Linked DNA regions of Bombyx mori: region 2 is linked to region 1. The links are chromatin contacts, called in public Hi-C maps. All regions are on one chromosome and are shown on one strand. The core of a region is the stretch at or near the end of the contact, and the rest is flanking DNA. Distances in the headings are between cores, read along the strand shown. Region 1 overlaps LOC101737547 (zinc finger protein Gfi-1b). Region 2 has its middle 7.9 kb from the start of TRNAQ-UUG.

The links. A called contact is a pair of places that touch in the nucleus more often than the background predicts.
Region 2: a Hi-C map of posterior silk gland shows a contact between it and region 1, with 1.7 times the contacts expected there. The contact joins two enhancer-like sites. A contact is called at or near these places in 2 of 7 Hi-C or Micro-C datasets (posterior silk gland and whole pupa).

The regions. Positions count from the first base shown.
Region 1 is chr4:3,239,278-3,247,221 of ASM3026992v2, forward strand. All of the region lies in intron 2 of LOC101737547 (zinc finger protein Gfi-1b), which reads left to right. Among protein-coding and RNA genes, the nearest start is that of LOC101737547, 41 kb to the left of the region's middle. Within about 2 kb of position 4,269, at least 5 of the 8 cell types and tissues checked have open chromatin away from gene starts, as enhancers often do.
Region 2 is chr4:3,308,069-3,316,012 of ASM3026992v2, forward strand. No RefSeq gene overlaps it. Among protein-coding and RNA genes, the nearest start is that of TRNAQ-UUG, 7.9 kb to the left of the region's middle. Within about 2 kb of position 3,828, at least 1 of the 8 cell types and tissues checked has open chromatin away from gene starts, as enhancers often do.

The DNA.
Region 1 (7,944 bases), core at 3,019-5,518:
AGCCTTGCGGGACTCCAGCTGTGAGAGGTCGTGGGGAGGAGCGGGTTCCCTCGACTCGATATCGAAAAGAGCGGTTCGACAAGAAGTCCCGTATGATGAGCACGAGACTATCCGGCACGCCCATGTTGAATAGTTTGAAAATCAAACCATTGTGCCAGACTTTGTCGAACGCTTTTGCGACGTCGAAGAAGAGAGCTCCCGTGTATAACGGTTTTGGTCGATTAAGCCCCACAAGAATGTGCTCCGTGAGGCGGTGCACCTGTTGAACGCATGAGTGATTTGTACGGAATCCGAATTGTTCATCGATAAGAATGCCCTTGGATGAGACGAAGTCTCTGAGGCGTTTGTAGAGCAGACGCTCATACAGTTTGCCTAGAGACATGAGGAGGCTAATCGGGCGGTAGCTCGTCGGATGATTTTTTGGTTTACCGGGTTTATGTATGCCGATAACGTCCGCTTCTTTCCACACCGCGGGAAAGATACAGTTCGCCATAGCGGCATTGAAAATAGATGCCAACATCACGATGAGTTGGACGGGTAGAAGTTTAATAACGCGGTTGGATATACCGTCGGAACCGGGAGCCTTGCGAGGACGTAGGTCTTTGATCAAGTCTTTAACTTCCATCGGGGTGACGGGTGGTAACGCATCAGAGGGTGGCAAGGAGGCTCGGCGTTCTACCTCACTGTCTACTAATTCTACATGAACAGGGTCCACGGATTGAGTGCTGGGCGTGCACTGGGTTTGCAATGTATCGGCCAGCAGCTCTGCTTTTTCGTCATCATCGAACGCCGCGAGTCGGCCTGAGGGGCCTACGAGGGGGGGCATAGTTACTACCGTATCCGATTTGAGAGTACGAGCTAAGCGGTAGTAAGACCTTTGAGAGGGCGCGAGTCCTTCTAAGAAATCAGACCATCTGGCATCTCGGACTTCGGTGATGCGAGACTTTACGTCGCGTTGTAGGGCACGCATTCGAATACGATTTTCCGCGGTAGGATACCTATCGTACGCACGGATCGAGGCGTTCTTAGCTCTAAGGAGTTCCCTAATATCGTCGGGCAATTTGAAGCGGTGAAGGAAGTCCTCCGCTACAACTTGCTTCGATGACCTATCTAATGTCGAGGTGATGTGTGACGTTACGATGTCTATGGCTTCAGCGGTATCCCGAGGAGACGGGATAGAGTCCGGACTAAACGGAAGCGATGGTGGATCAGATTCAGCCAGGCTGATGCCCAGCGTGTGCCAATCCACCACAGTCCTCGTGACGGGAACGGAATCGGGAGCGCGACCGAGCTTCATAACGACGTGGCGGTGGTCTGAATCTAACTCTGAAACTACTTCGATCGAGTGTAAGCGCAGAGTTACGTTTTTTAATAACGCTATGTCGAGTATATCCGGGCGATGCGCGATATTTAGCGGGTAGTGAGTCGGGGTTAGCGGAGCGACGATATCGAAGGCGAGATCATCGACTAACGCGTCAAGCCGCCTGCCATTCGGGGTTGTGGTGTGTGAGTTCCACCTGATGTGTTTACAATTTAGGTCGCCCGCCAGAATGACAGAGCTCCCCATACCGAGCAGCGCCTCGATATCACTGCTTAGAACGATCTTATCCGGTGGAAGATAAACGGACGCGATAACGATCGGCGCGTGTCCCGTCAGTGAGATTCGGCACACTGATGCTTCGATATTAGCGAGCGCGGGAGGATCGAGCGGGACGCAATGCAGGGCTCTTCTATAGTAAATGACGGTACCACCACCACGGGCAGAGAGCCTGTCGTTCCTGACCATGTTATAGTTCGCGATTTTAGGGTCACGGCGCGCGGGCTTAAGTAGGGTCTCCTGCACTAAAAAGATATCAATTTGGTGGTCACGCAAAAAGTCAGAAACCTGATCACGTTGATTTGCGAGACCGTAAGCGTTAAAAAATCCTATCGTTACGGATAGGGGCTTTATTCTACTTATATACGCCATTGATTACCGGCGGAGTGAGGGGAGGACGTACGTATTTAATGACGCGTATACGTCGGCGTATTCCTGCACAACGGCGATAAAGTGTTGTGCAGTGGAAGCAGCGCGAATGGCGTCGCCCAAAGCGTTAACGCGCTCAAAGTTGATCGACTGAAAGAAGTCGATCGCTAAAGCGAGATTGTCGGACGCGGTCGGAGGGCAAGTCGCGGGAGAGGGACGAGTCGCGGGGGCGGGACGAATCGCGGAGGAGGGAGTTGTAGCCGTGTTCGTGTACGGCAGCGGTTTTGCCCAGGCCGAGACACTGGGCACCGCCGCCGGAACGAACGCTGGCTTAGCCTGCGACGCAGAGGGTGCCGAGGCTTTGATGTCTGGGCCGGAAGCTCGGAGGCGGTTTTGGCGGGCGACGCGGCGATTTATTTTAGGGGCTCGGGGGCAACCACGGTAATTCGCGGGGTGACCCTGTGTTCGACACAGGACGCAGCTAGGCGGTTCCGTCGCGGTTTTTTGGTCGCGAGCGCAGAGGGCCGTGGCGTGATCGCCCAAACACTTAACACATCGGGGGCGCGCGTGACAGTTACGGGAAGAGTGCCCGTACAATTGACAGTTATGGCACTGGCTAGGAGTGCCTTTTTTATGGGGGGCTTCGACAGCGATACCAGAGAGCCTACAGACGGTCTGTGTGTTAAAGATTTTCTTACCCTCGGGGGTAGGCTGGAGAGCGACTAGAACCATATTATATGGCTCCCTACCGCGACCGGTGTGCATACGGTGCACAGAATTCACTGGTAGGCCTTGTTCTAACAGGTCGGCTTTTACGAGCTCTACATCTAACTCTTTAGGGATTCCGCGTATTACAACGCGGAGTTCGCGCTCCTCCTGGAGCGTATACGTATGGAAACTTATACGCTCCTTACGGAGGTAAGAAGAGAGGGCCCTATGGTCGTCGGGTGTTTGAACCTTAATTTGAATGCCGTTCGCGAGGTTACGGGCATTCGTGAAATTTATATTTTTGGCCTTAAGGGCCAGGCAAACTCGATCCCAAGCTGCCTTCTCCTGAAGGATAACCGGGGGAGGGGTCTGGGTTAAATGACTACTGTCTTTGTAGCCTGTGTATGCACAATAGGGCTCCTAAACAAAAATTACTGCGGCGTAACAAACAATAGAGCGACGATCTTAGTTGAAACAAAGCCATTAAATTTAATATACAAAGCTAGGAAAAAAGGAAACTAAAAATAATACATTATTTTGTTGTCATTTATAAAAAAAAATTAAATCCTTAATTTTTTTGTGAACAACATTAATATTATTTCTCTATTATATCTTATTATCAAATCATATTTCAATCAATTAATTTAGCAAAGAGACTATAGTAGAACACGTCCTTACGGATCCATCAGATCCAATAACTCTTGCATTAGGCACCTTAAGCTGATCAGCCGCTGATGCTTAGGATCGCGATTCTGATCCCGTAGTAGATTCATTCGCGAAGCAGCTACTCTTGAGTTGTTAGGTCTTCTTTGGAGGCGCTCGGGTAGTTCTTAGCAAAACCCACCTTGTTCTGGCTGAGCCAGTAATCACTCAAACATAAAAAAAAACTGTAGCAGAAGTCCTTCATGAGCACGTGCTAAATACATAGTATCTATCTACATATTGATACTTGCATTCGGAATTGAACCTCGGAACAGTCCCATTGCTCTATAAGACATCTCTCTATATACTAAGCGTCTCGTATTTAGGCCATGGACGTCTGTACGCAAATTAACTAGAACTAAGCTGTTCAGAGGCTAAGCCATTGGCAATAGCTCTAATCATTGAAATTCAACACACAAATCAATCACCATTCGATTCTACATGTAATCTACTATTTTTTCCACTTTTAATTTTCGTTTTAACATAATTAATTCCAAAATATAAACTCCTTTTCTAAAGAACTTCAAAACAAAGCCTGATTATTCTTAAACAAACGCGACAGTCAATTAAGATTAACGTCTAGTTGTTTAACCCAAATCACAAATTTGGAAATCATTAAAAAATAAACCTCTTTACATCGCGACAATCACAGAATTACAACGTTTCTGTTTACCAGCAATTATCAAAAGAGAGTTTAATCTCAAAAGCGCCGCCCCCACATCTTGACACGACACAAACCTAATCTAGCATTCCTTAATCTGCGTTCAATGCGAATAGCGCTCTTATGTCCTTGAGGTAAGGGCGCCTTCGCCGAGATTGATGTTGAGTGAAAGCACAAACTTGTTTGTTCAAGACGTAAACATGAAGCGTGCTATTGTTTCAGCAAATAGTTCGTGGAATCGACAGAGGAATCGGGACCGTTGTGCCGTGCCGCCAGATAAAGCTGGGTCACCATGTTACGTAATACAAACGATAAGATAAAAAATAATGTTATTTCAATACAGTCACCAATAATTGGTGGAAAAACGAAAATATCATTATTAAAGATAATCATTATATTTCTGATACATATACACTGTTACAGCTAAGGTACCACGATTCTGCGTATTCCTATACCAAAAACATTTTATAACAATTTAAACCCCGTTACAGCCGTTATACAATACATTTTGGAGCATCAATGTAATGTCTCATGATGGGTAACGCCTTTTACCCTATTTTTCAGACAGGGGGCTCAACCTTCCTTCCTTCTGCCAAGATTCCGCGCCTAGGGGGCGAGCGAGCATGTGTACGGGGTACTGACGATCTGCTGATGTTTGGGATCAGATCGCGCACTCTAGGATGTTTTTAGACCTCTACTCACCAAAACTTTACACTCTCTCACTCTGTGTCCGATTTCCGCCTGAAATCACAACCCGGGCAGACTAGAGAGGTTCCCGCGATCAACACTATAACCAGGCTCCCTGTGCCACTCCGAGGACGCCCAACCGACGGGTCGTCGACGATCAGCGACGCCGGGATCCGCGGACCGCCGACAAGGTTGCTTCCAGATTACTTATGGAAGACAACGATCTCGGTCGCAGTCTTCCATCTGATGTCAGCGCGGCTAGAGCGGCGATAGCGGGGGGCCACGGCCTCAACCCTTATAGGTCGGTCCATGCTCATGAGAAGAATCATCGGGAAAACGCCAATTACCCTATCATACTTACACCCACAGGCGGTAGCCACACATTGGAAGTAAAAAAAAAAAAAAAACTTTTCATTGGAAGGTCATTGCATCTCTTTAGAACGATCGAACCAATTAGACTTTAATGTCTGAAAAGTATAAATTAGAATATGAGAAAGTTATAAAAATGTTCCAAAAAAATTAAAATTTACACAACAAACTTATTGAAATTCGGACGAGACAATCATAAGCCGAGTCAGTTATTAGAAAACACAAGATTATGAAAATGTAAGAAAATCGAACAGTTTTATTTTTGAAAATACACATACATAAGTCATCGCCATAAATACATCATTATTCATGATTTGCTTGAAATTTGAGTATTTTGTGGAAAATCCGAAACGATACGAGGTAACGCGATATTGAAAATCCCTTTAATCGTGATTGTAAAAATGAATTGGATTTGGAAAAATACTCAAAAATATTGAGTTTATGATGAGCGTGATCGTGAAAAATGTATTGGGAGAATAGTTTTACATAACAATTTAGAAACAGGTCTGCTTACGTCACGAAACGTCATAAGTCTCAAGAAATCCAATGTAATAAAATACATTCATTTCATGTTACGAAAGTCGAATATCTTTTGTAACTGAGGATTACGGAGCCATACGTCACAGTTCTATGAAAATATTTATCGTTACCTGACATTGTCTAAATCACTATTAAGAATGCCGATACAGAAAATCTTTGATGTTATTATCAAAATCAACAAATATATATAAGTAAATTTGACAGTTTAAAATGCGCGATAACGTCCAAGGTGATTTAACTGATTGGGGAGCTAAACAAATTGAGAAGGGCATGTTTTGAAGGTTAGGGCTATTTCAAAAGATTGTATAGCATGTTGAAAAATGTTATATCGATTTAAATTGTATCAGAAATCAAATACAAAACTGAGGCTTGCGAAAAAAAAAAACTACTAAAAAGTACATAGGTTGACGATCACTTCAAATTACAATTGATGTCTTTGCCCAGTTCTACAAAGAAAAAACAAGATTAAATCAAAGAGGAATCGTAGAAGAAGCCTGTCATTTTTGGAGTTTTCACGTAATATCTCAGTCCGATATTCTCAAATACGGGCGTGGCCTCGTAATCCATACTTGAGTTATCATTCTTGTGATCACGCCGCCTAAGTCCTGATTTATCAAATATTATGCAAGCGTCGTTGACATGTATAATGCCACGTTAGGCGGACGTGACGCGTCGGATTAGGGCGGGTCCACAACGGACGGATTGGTGACGCGGCTGCGGGATACTGGACGTAACGATAAAATTCCAATTTATGATATTAACGTTAATTAATTTAAAACATTATTTTTAGACATTTTAATTACATATTTGTCAATCGATGGTGACTAATTGACGTAAACGACAAAATAAAAAGAACAATGTCTAATATATGTAATTACCATCAAAAAAATGTGAGCCGTCACGGGACGCCTGGCAGATGTGAAACATCGACATTATTTTGTAAAATTAATATGCAGAAAATAACAGATTGTGATAGGAACTAAATATGTCATAATGATAATATAAAATATTACGAAAAAATATTTTGTTTTCAAGTAACACACAGGTTATGTGTACTGTAGTAAACAACACTGTATACACTACGGAGTATACACTATAGGTATCCGAGCTCAGTGTAGCGAGAGAGATGGCTTAACGCCGGATCGAGTGGGAGAGAATCGCACAGTCGATTGCGCATGGCGACGCGTCGCCACGGCATGCGTCGCCATGCCAGAAATCGGTTTTACGTGCGGCTATAGATGTTTCACATCAATTAGAGACCAAGAAATAAAACCTGCGAGATTCGTTTCCGGGTGCTCGGTGTGTCGCTATCTTTATTAGTTGGCAGTTTTATGGTGACGTATGGTCAGATAATGACATCGGTTCGGCACCTGGTTAAATAATCTAAAACGCAAACGAGGCACGAGTAATATTTGCTAACTGGTGTCCAACACGCCAATTGCTAACGGTATTACTATGCGTTTTTTTTTGGGCATATGGACGAAAAAACCCAGAGCCCGCTGGGTGTAAGCTGGTTACTGGAAGCCATAGACATCATATCGTGACCGCCGCCATCTTTGAAATGTGACGTCTACATCTCTATTGAATTATATGTAGGCTGTTCCACCCTCAATCACATGATTGTTACGCGGTAAAAATAGGCAAGGCGATGGTGCCTCACGGATGGCTCATGAAACTGTGCTTATTCTTTTCTTAGATGTATTTCCGGCTTCTGTAGCAGAACAAACTTTGGACTTTTAAGCTTTGTATCTCTGAAGCCCAATAAAAACTATTCCACGTGTTTAAATTATATAAAACTCGGTAACACGTAACAATTATCTAACAAATTGGATATTCTCAAAAACACAGTCATAAAGATTAAGGAATCAATACACAGATATCAAATCAACACTTTTATTGAACGTGTATAAAGATATAAATTGAACCCTGCTCACGTCATAAATATATGGACACCGGATTCCATTTTATACCGGTTATTAAACAAATAATAACTAATATAAAATAAGCTTTTTGTGTAGATGTAAATCTTGTAATACGAGGTCATTATATGCTGGTATAATATCACGTACCTACGCTAAACACGACTTAACCTTCGATCATATACTTTATTTAATGTAATCTTTGCTTTGTGGATTATTGGAAATAAATCCATTAGGATTACAATGTTTTACAAACATTTACATATTCATATATACTAGAGGTCCCGCAGTAGTCGAAATTCGACTATAATTAATTGGCATTGTAAGTTTGTACACTATTACGATTGTATTTTATACTTCTATAATCACAAATTTCGGCAAGGCTACACTAT
Region 2 (7,944 bases), core at 2,578-5,077, 68 kb after region 1:
GACAATTTTAAATTGGGACAAATCGATATTTTTTAGTTGGTTAGTCTTGCTTTCCGTATAGTCTAAATACGATTGGCGCATCGGGTCGGCAAAGGAAAAAGACATTGCGTTCTCGTTCTACACGTTATTATTAAAACAAAGAACAACCGGTGAATGCTACAGATCATTTCTCCGGCTTTGCTTTAGTGTGATGGTTTCCACGTGCCCATTCCACCGTCTAGACCAGGGGCTCCCAAACTTATTTTGTCTACTGCCCACACTGAGAATAAATTCTTTTTTAGCACCCCCTTTTTTCACCTACTTAAAAACCACTATAGCTAGAGCTCAGTCGGTGTCTAAGAGTCTTTCTAGATGAAATAACAAATTGCCTCCCAAGCCTCCACACAACGCACCCATTTTTTTGAGTCTCTTTCCGCCCCCCTTTAGGCCTGCAGCGCCCACAAAGGGGCGTTATCGCCCACTTTGGGAAAGACTGGTCTAGACGATCTTTGCGGGCGAAGTTTTATTTTCCCAACCTATTATTCCATGGTAGCCTAAGAGACTGTTCCAACTACGCCTTGACGGGCAAGTGAGCTCACATTTGCTAGCACTATCCCTAGCAAAAGCAGTGCTTCGCAGAATCTACTACCGGATCGGAATTGCGAGCCTCTGAGAAGATCTCGATGGTCGCTTCAGGTGATACAATCGTTGTTTCGCTTCGGACACTTCCGATTACTGACTGCGTGCCATCTCTGCAACGAATTATAAAAATAGTCGAAACGAAATCCCTAGAATCGTCGAGAATATTCCTCACAAGTCGAATACATTCGATCTGTGTTTCCGCTCTCTGACAATAGATGGCGTTGTACTCCTCGATCGCTTTAGATGTTAATAGATCCTTCGATATTCGTCCGGCTATTCGGCCTTAGATGGTGTTCCTCTTACCGGCATAACAATATTATCATCTTCGGGTTATCGTCATATTTGGGAATATGGGGGTTATGGCTATATAGCAGCAGGCTATATGGGGATAACCTTCTCGAAGCCCTTGTAGGCAGACGAGCATACGGCCCACCTGAATTGATGGTGAGTGGTTACTGTCGCCCATGGACTTCAGCAACGCCAGGGGCAGACCCAAGCCAGTGTCTACCGTAAAACAATAACAACTGGAGGGCCGTCTTAAAGTGAAAGCCGCATAATTACAGTTGGAACGTTTACCTACAGAAGACAACAACTGCAATAGATGAATGAATACCTTTGATCTCATTGCAATACTCTGAAAGTTTCACTTAGTTAATAATCATCAGTGTATTACCAACGATTCTCGTTCGCGAAAACCTTCAGAGGAACGTATCTAATATAAACGAAACGTCAATAATAAACTAATAACCCGTCATCGTAATATCTAAATGAAATGTGATTACTTACAATACGATCGGTCGCATCGAATTTTTATATCGTCATAAATACGACAGACTGAACCTTGGTTATACGATTATTTACGAGTGCCAATACGTTGCTAAGTGATAGGTCGGTAAATTTATACGATATACGCTATATTTTATAGGAGTCACGCTGTGTACTGATATTGTTTCTTTTATTTGTTCTGAACAATATTTTTTTTTTGGCTTAAAAACCTTGTGCGCTCAATCAGCCTTGCCTACTATATCGACGGAAGAAAGCGAAAATGTCGTAACTTGTATTTTATGCTAAATCACTTTTTACTATATTATATTATTATTATACATATGGCTCTGGTGTTTTTTTCAAGTTACGACAATTCCGCTTTCTTCCGTCGATATGCATTTTGGACAAACTGCACATTGAAATGCCATTGGGAAAATTTGGGAAATATGTAATGGGAAAATAGCTCGGGAAACTGGTGAAAAGTTGAGACGTCCTATAATATGCGTCGGGCCTTAAATTATACGTCCGTGCCTGTCCGTAAGCTTAAAGGGGAGTTCCTCTCTTTCTACCTCCAACTAGAATTACAGAACAGAGTTAGTTCTTTAGTTTAAGGGATCTAGTAGTAAAAGTCACGAAAAGATTAGTCTGGTTTGAGCCCCGTGAGCTCACCTACATGTTAGGGGGAAGCTGTAGGTGAGCTCACGGGGCTCAAACCAGACTAATCTTTTTTTCTTCTTTTCTTCTCTAAAGCTGAAATAGCCAGTCAAGGTTATCAGCATAGGTAGGAAAAAATGTATTTTTTTAGTACTTGAAACTATAAATAAATAGTTACTATACTATACTATAGTTACTATACTAAAACTATAATAATAGTTGTAGGAATATACGACAAAGGGAAGATCTTCCACCGAGCGGATGATATTGCTCGGTAGACCGACGGTCCAAATGTTCTTGTTCGGAACTTGTATATATGCGCTTTAGCTTGAAAATGTCGTAAGCTAGATTCAGGCATCTGTCAATTATCTTGCGTTGTATGATGGCTACCCGCCACATATAAAAGCTTATAATATCGAGGGGTGAAAGGCAATTTGGTTTAAGCGACATTTCGCGTAATACGCGACATTTATCTTTGTAATTAAATTTGCAATTTATTTGGTATTAACATTAACAGTTCGATGTTTTTAATTAAACTTCAATCAAGTTTACTCCATTAAAATAGATGAAGAAGTTTTTTGTTATGATATTTTTTTCAAAATTTCAAACTTTATATGAGTCACTCTCCTGTAAAGTGATATAATGTCGCTTAAACCAAATTACCTTTCACCCCTCGTATATGATTAAGGTTAAATACAGGTCTGTGGCATCCCACAGAAAAAAAGTTCTTGATGCTTGAAGCACTTTTTTTATGATTGAAAGATTCTCCGGCCCCCTTACCGGCCTCACCAGGACAGGTGGCCGAGCAAAGGCTCAGCCAGGAGGGGTGGGATTTGCTAACAACTGCCCGAGCGCCTCCGAAGGAGAACTAACAACTCAAGAGCAATTGATTCGCGAATGAATCTACTGCCAAAGATTTTTTGGCAGTACTACTTTGGCAGTAGATTCATTCGCAAAGCAATTGCTCTTGAGTTGTTAGGTCTCCTTCGGAGTTCAATAGATAGCTCAACTATATATGGACACATTTCGCGCTAAATACAGACGCACACACTTAGACCGTTACCAGTATACCAGATATTTTTAAAAAGATTAATGTGGAGGTCAGATGGCAATTAAAATAAAAATAACAGCTAGACAGACCTACTGCGAAGACATAAATAATTGCCAGACTGTTGTTCCATTACAGAAACTATTTATTCATATTTGATATATAAAATGTTGTCGAACAAAATACATTTCCCGATAAAAGTCGATCCATCGCTTAAATGTATACCAGCGATTCAAAGTCGTGAAAAACGTCTTAAATTTACGGAACACTCAACCGAATCAAGGTGCGTGGAAGCAAAAAAATTATGCAAAAAGCTACGATGGTCAATTCGCCTCCGAAAGGGTAGGTTTATGACGTAGAGCATCAATATTTTATGCGACACCCCGACTATAGAATCAATCATTCACGGTCGCATCGTGTGTTGCTAGGAAACTCGAATTATTGGAGCTATAAGGAAAAACAGGTTTAATGATTAATTTTTTGGGACTTTTAGCAGGACTATTAGAGCAGTCTGATTTAAGGATGAAAAAAGAAAAACCGAAATACTACACATCAAAACAGAAATTTCACTTCATTGACGTGCACCAAGTTGCAGGCGTACCGTTTTTTTTAGTCCTTTATTACAAATAATTATTTTAAACCTTTATTGTAGAAAATTAAACATCTCTCAGTGAGGAAATCTTTCAAATCAAGTACCGTCGATGATCATCTGTCATAGCCATTCCCACATTTTATCATTTGGGTTTTCCTATTCATTGACTTGGCAACACAGTCCTCAGTTTATGTATTCTGTATTCAGAGGTGGTATTTTTTATCATATTCTTTCCGAAGCGTATAGTAATGCAGAATTTACGAACGATTCAAAGATATTGAATATCTTAAGGCAGTCTTTTCGGGGACACCTCTGTGAATGTACAAGCAAATAAAAGTATATTCAAAAATTTGAGTTCCCTTTTTTTGACATAAAAATGACAGCATGATACAGTGTGATAAATTCCTTCATTGTTGATCCATACATTCGCTGTTAGATTATCTCGGATCCTTGATAATACAATGTTATGTTAGATAGTATTTTCCTAAGAGTCACATTATGTTGACAGAAAGTATACTCGTATTTATTGAATTATCAATAATAAACCTATTTTTTTATATTGCTTGGATGCGTGGATGCGCTCCCAGCCCGCCTGGTGTTAAGTGGTTACTGGAGCCCATAGACATCTACAACATAAATGCGCCACCCACCTCGAGATATAAGTTCTAAGGTCTCAGTATAGTTATAACGGCTGCCCCACCCTTCAAACCGAAACGCATTGCTGCTTCACGGCAGAAATAGGCAGGTAACTTGCATCACTAGATACGAATGCACCGGATGTCTTATCTTTTAGGCCACGACGACTTAAAAACACAAAAAACAATGGCTTAAAGCCATTCTAAAAAGTTGTAAACGACATATTAAGTATTTATTGTTGGCATTTGTTCTTCAATTAAATTGTGACCACAGATTATTTTAATTTAATGACTTCAATTCACATTTGGGATAGATAATTTCAATAACAATTTTTTTTATACGAAATTAATGTTTACTTTCTGATACGGAATTTAATTAACAAAACATAAGACCCACATACTACCTGGAGCCACTGCGGTCATCCACAGTGCGTTTCCAGAGATATTTTTTGGAACGTACCATCCGGCTTTGGAATGAGCTCCCCTCCACGGTGTTTCCCGAGCGCTATGACATATTATCCTTCTTCAAACAAAGCATGTAGAGAGAGTGCTTATCGATAGGCAGCGGCTTGGCTCTGCCCCTGGCATTGCTGAAGTCCATGGACGACGTTAACCATTCATCATCAGGTGGGCCGCATGCTCGTTTGCTCACAAAGGCAATAAAAAAAATACATATGTACACACTTTCAGGGTATCCATCAATGTTCGGTACGAAATGGGAAACCAATGAAAATTTTACTTTTATTACCTTTAATTATCGTAAATTGAAAATTATGTCGGCACAAAGAGCTGTGCAGTGTTGAAACTAAACAATTAATACGCATAATTGAGAGGGATGAATCCTCTCTGGGATAGACTCGATGTGGAGTTTACACGCGATGCCCGATTTGAGATAATCGTAGCTGGGTTTTATTGCACGAATGTAATTAGTACTGGAAATTTTATTTAAATTAATATAAACCGGATCGTCAGCGTGTTCTGGTATGTAGTTTGAAAGCGGTTCTATTTGTGAATGATGACAACGAAACAATATTATCACTCAACTTTGCTAGGCAAAGACCTCCTCCAAAGTACACAACAAGCTCTGGACTTGCCTTGTCCGTGACGTATAGAAGATTCCTGCGAACTTCTTCCAGCAGAAGTAGGCAGAGCAATGCTAGGGTCGGCAGACTAAAGCACATAAGTCAAAATTTTCAGTTTATTTTTTATTACATCATCGGTTTACATTTTGCTCAACACACAATCTGACTAAAGCACATAAATCAAACTCAAGTATTTCATGGCGTATTCAAGCGGCGTTCTGTATCAACCTTAAGAAATCCTAATATAATCAAACGAACTAAAAAACATAACTGGACTTATGTTCTAAGGAACACCATAAGTACAAAGTTATTAACGTAAGAAGTCTGACTTATGTTATAAAGAACATCAAAATGTAACATTTCTTTAGAGAAAGTGGTTACTTAAAAATATTTATAACGTAAACAATACTTCGGTAAGTGGTTTTAATTTACTAATGTTGTCGATTGTGCACAGTTTGTTGGTTAGTTGTGTTAGTTAGTTGTGTGTGAGTGCTTAAATATTTTAATTATTTAAGATGAATATTCAAAGATGCAAGAAATTAGTTGAAATGGCGTTATCCACTCATCTGGAAAGCAATGAAGGTATATTTTCACATATCTTCAAAATTATGATTTGCAAATTACGTAATTATATCAATATTATATCATTATAAATAGATGATTGTCTTGTCCTTTTTTAGAAAATGTAAATCAACAGTCGATTTTGAACTCAGAGAACCTAGTGGCAGACAATCCTATACCGTCGACATCATCAGGTCAAGTCAGTAGTTTAACATACCATCCTGTACTTGACTTCTCTAGTGATGATTCTGTACGAGATCCATGTTATGAATTACCGAGACTTTCAACCACATCAAGTTCAAGTACTTGTGATGAAATTTCAATTAATCTTAATGTGTCTCCAAAAAAGAGTATACGTACTATAAAAAGAGAAAAAAAATTAAAACGTAACTTAGGACAGGCATACAAAACATTAAAAGGAAAATGTATATCAGATCGCACTATGAAAGAGCTACCTGTTTGCAGAATGAAATGTAAAGAACGTATACCACTAACTGATAGGCATGCCATATTTACAGAATATTGGCAAATGGGGTCATATGCAAAAAGATCTGCATACATGGCGTCTTTAATGGAAATTAAAGATAAATCTACGCAAAGAATACGAGCTATTGAACCTGAAAAGCAAAAGCTTAGAATGAAGACATATAAATACTTTTTTACTGTGCATGGTAAACGTGAACCTGTCTGCCGAGGATGTTTAATGAAAACGTTAGATGAAAGTGACAATTTTATAAAGACAGTTGCTATGAAAAGGAGATCATCCATAGGGGGTACTCAAACTGATGACATGCGAGGGAAAACAATTCCTAAGCATAAGATATCAAACGAAAAACGCCTAGAAATTAAGACACATATCATGTCATTTCCATCATACGAAAGTCACTATACGAGAAAGTCTACATCAAAGAAGTATTTGCCATCTCACTTAACAATGCAAAAGATGTTTGAGTTATTTTGTCAAGATCGGAATAATCCACCTTCAATCAAAATCTATAGTCAGGAATTTCACAAATTAGGACTTTCATTTAAAAAACCGCGTGTCGATACTTGTTACACTTGTGACAAGTTTAAGATGCAGATACAGTTATGTCAAGAGGAATCTGTTAAAATAGATCTCATACTTCAACATGATAACCACAAAACGCTAGCTGATCAAGCCTATGAAATGAAACGAGCTGACACGCTAATGTGCAAGAATGATGACACGTTACAGGTGTACACATTTGATTTACAGCAGTGTTTGCCAACACCAGCTCTAAGTTCTTCTGTAGCCTTTTATAAACGGCAATTATGAACGTTCAATTTAACTGTCCACGACAACAAAACTGGTAAAGCTGTTTGCTATGTGTGGCACGAGGCGGTAGCAGCTCGGGGAGCTAACCAAATCGCTTCTTGTATTTACAAGCACTTAGAAACATCCGTATCTGATAATACGAAACATATAATTTTTTACTCGGATACATGCGGTGGGCAAAATAGGAATTCCCATGTCAGTTGTATGTTTACTTGGGTATTGCAAAAACATCGAGCTATCAAAACAATTGACCACAAATTTATGATACCTGGCCATAGCCATTTAGAAGAAGATACCGATCATGTCATCATAGAAAAAAAAAAGAAGAAAACGGAATTACAGGTATTTCATCCACATGATTGGATACAGTTGATCCGGTCTAGCAGCAAAAAGTTTAAGGTTGTTGAAATGAAAAATACAGACTTTTATGACTTTTCATCCCTCCTCAAAAGTGCTTTAGTTTTAAGAAATAAAGATACCGATGGGCGGCAGTTTAAATGGCTGGAAAAAAGATGGCTACGCTATGAGCAAGAATTTGGCATTCTCACTTATAAAGACACCCTGAATATAGATTCGCCTTTTTCTACCTTTAACTATAAAAGAAGAGGGTCCAGTATTCCTGATCATATTCCTATAATATCTATACAGCCATTACCCATATCCATCGAGAAAAAAAATGATTTAATTTC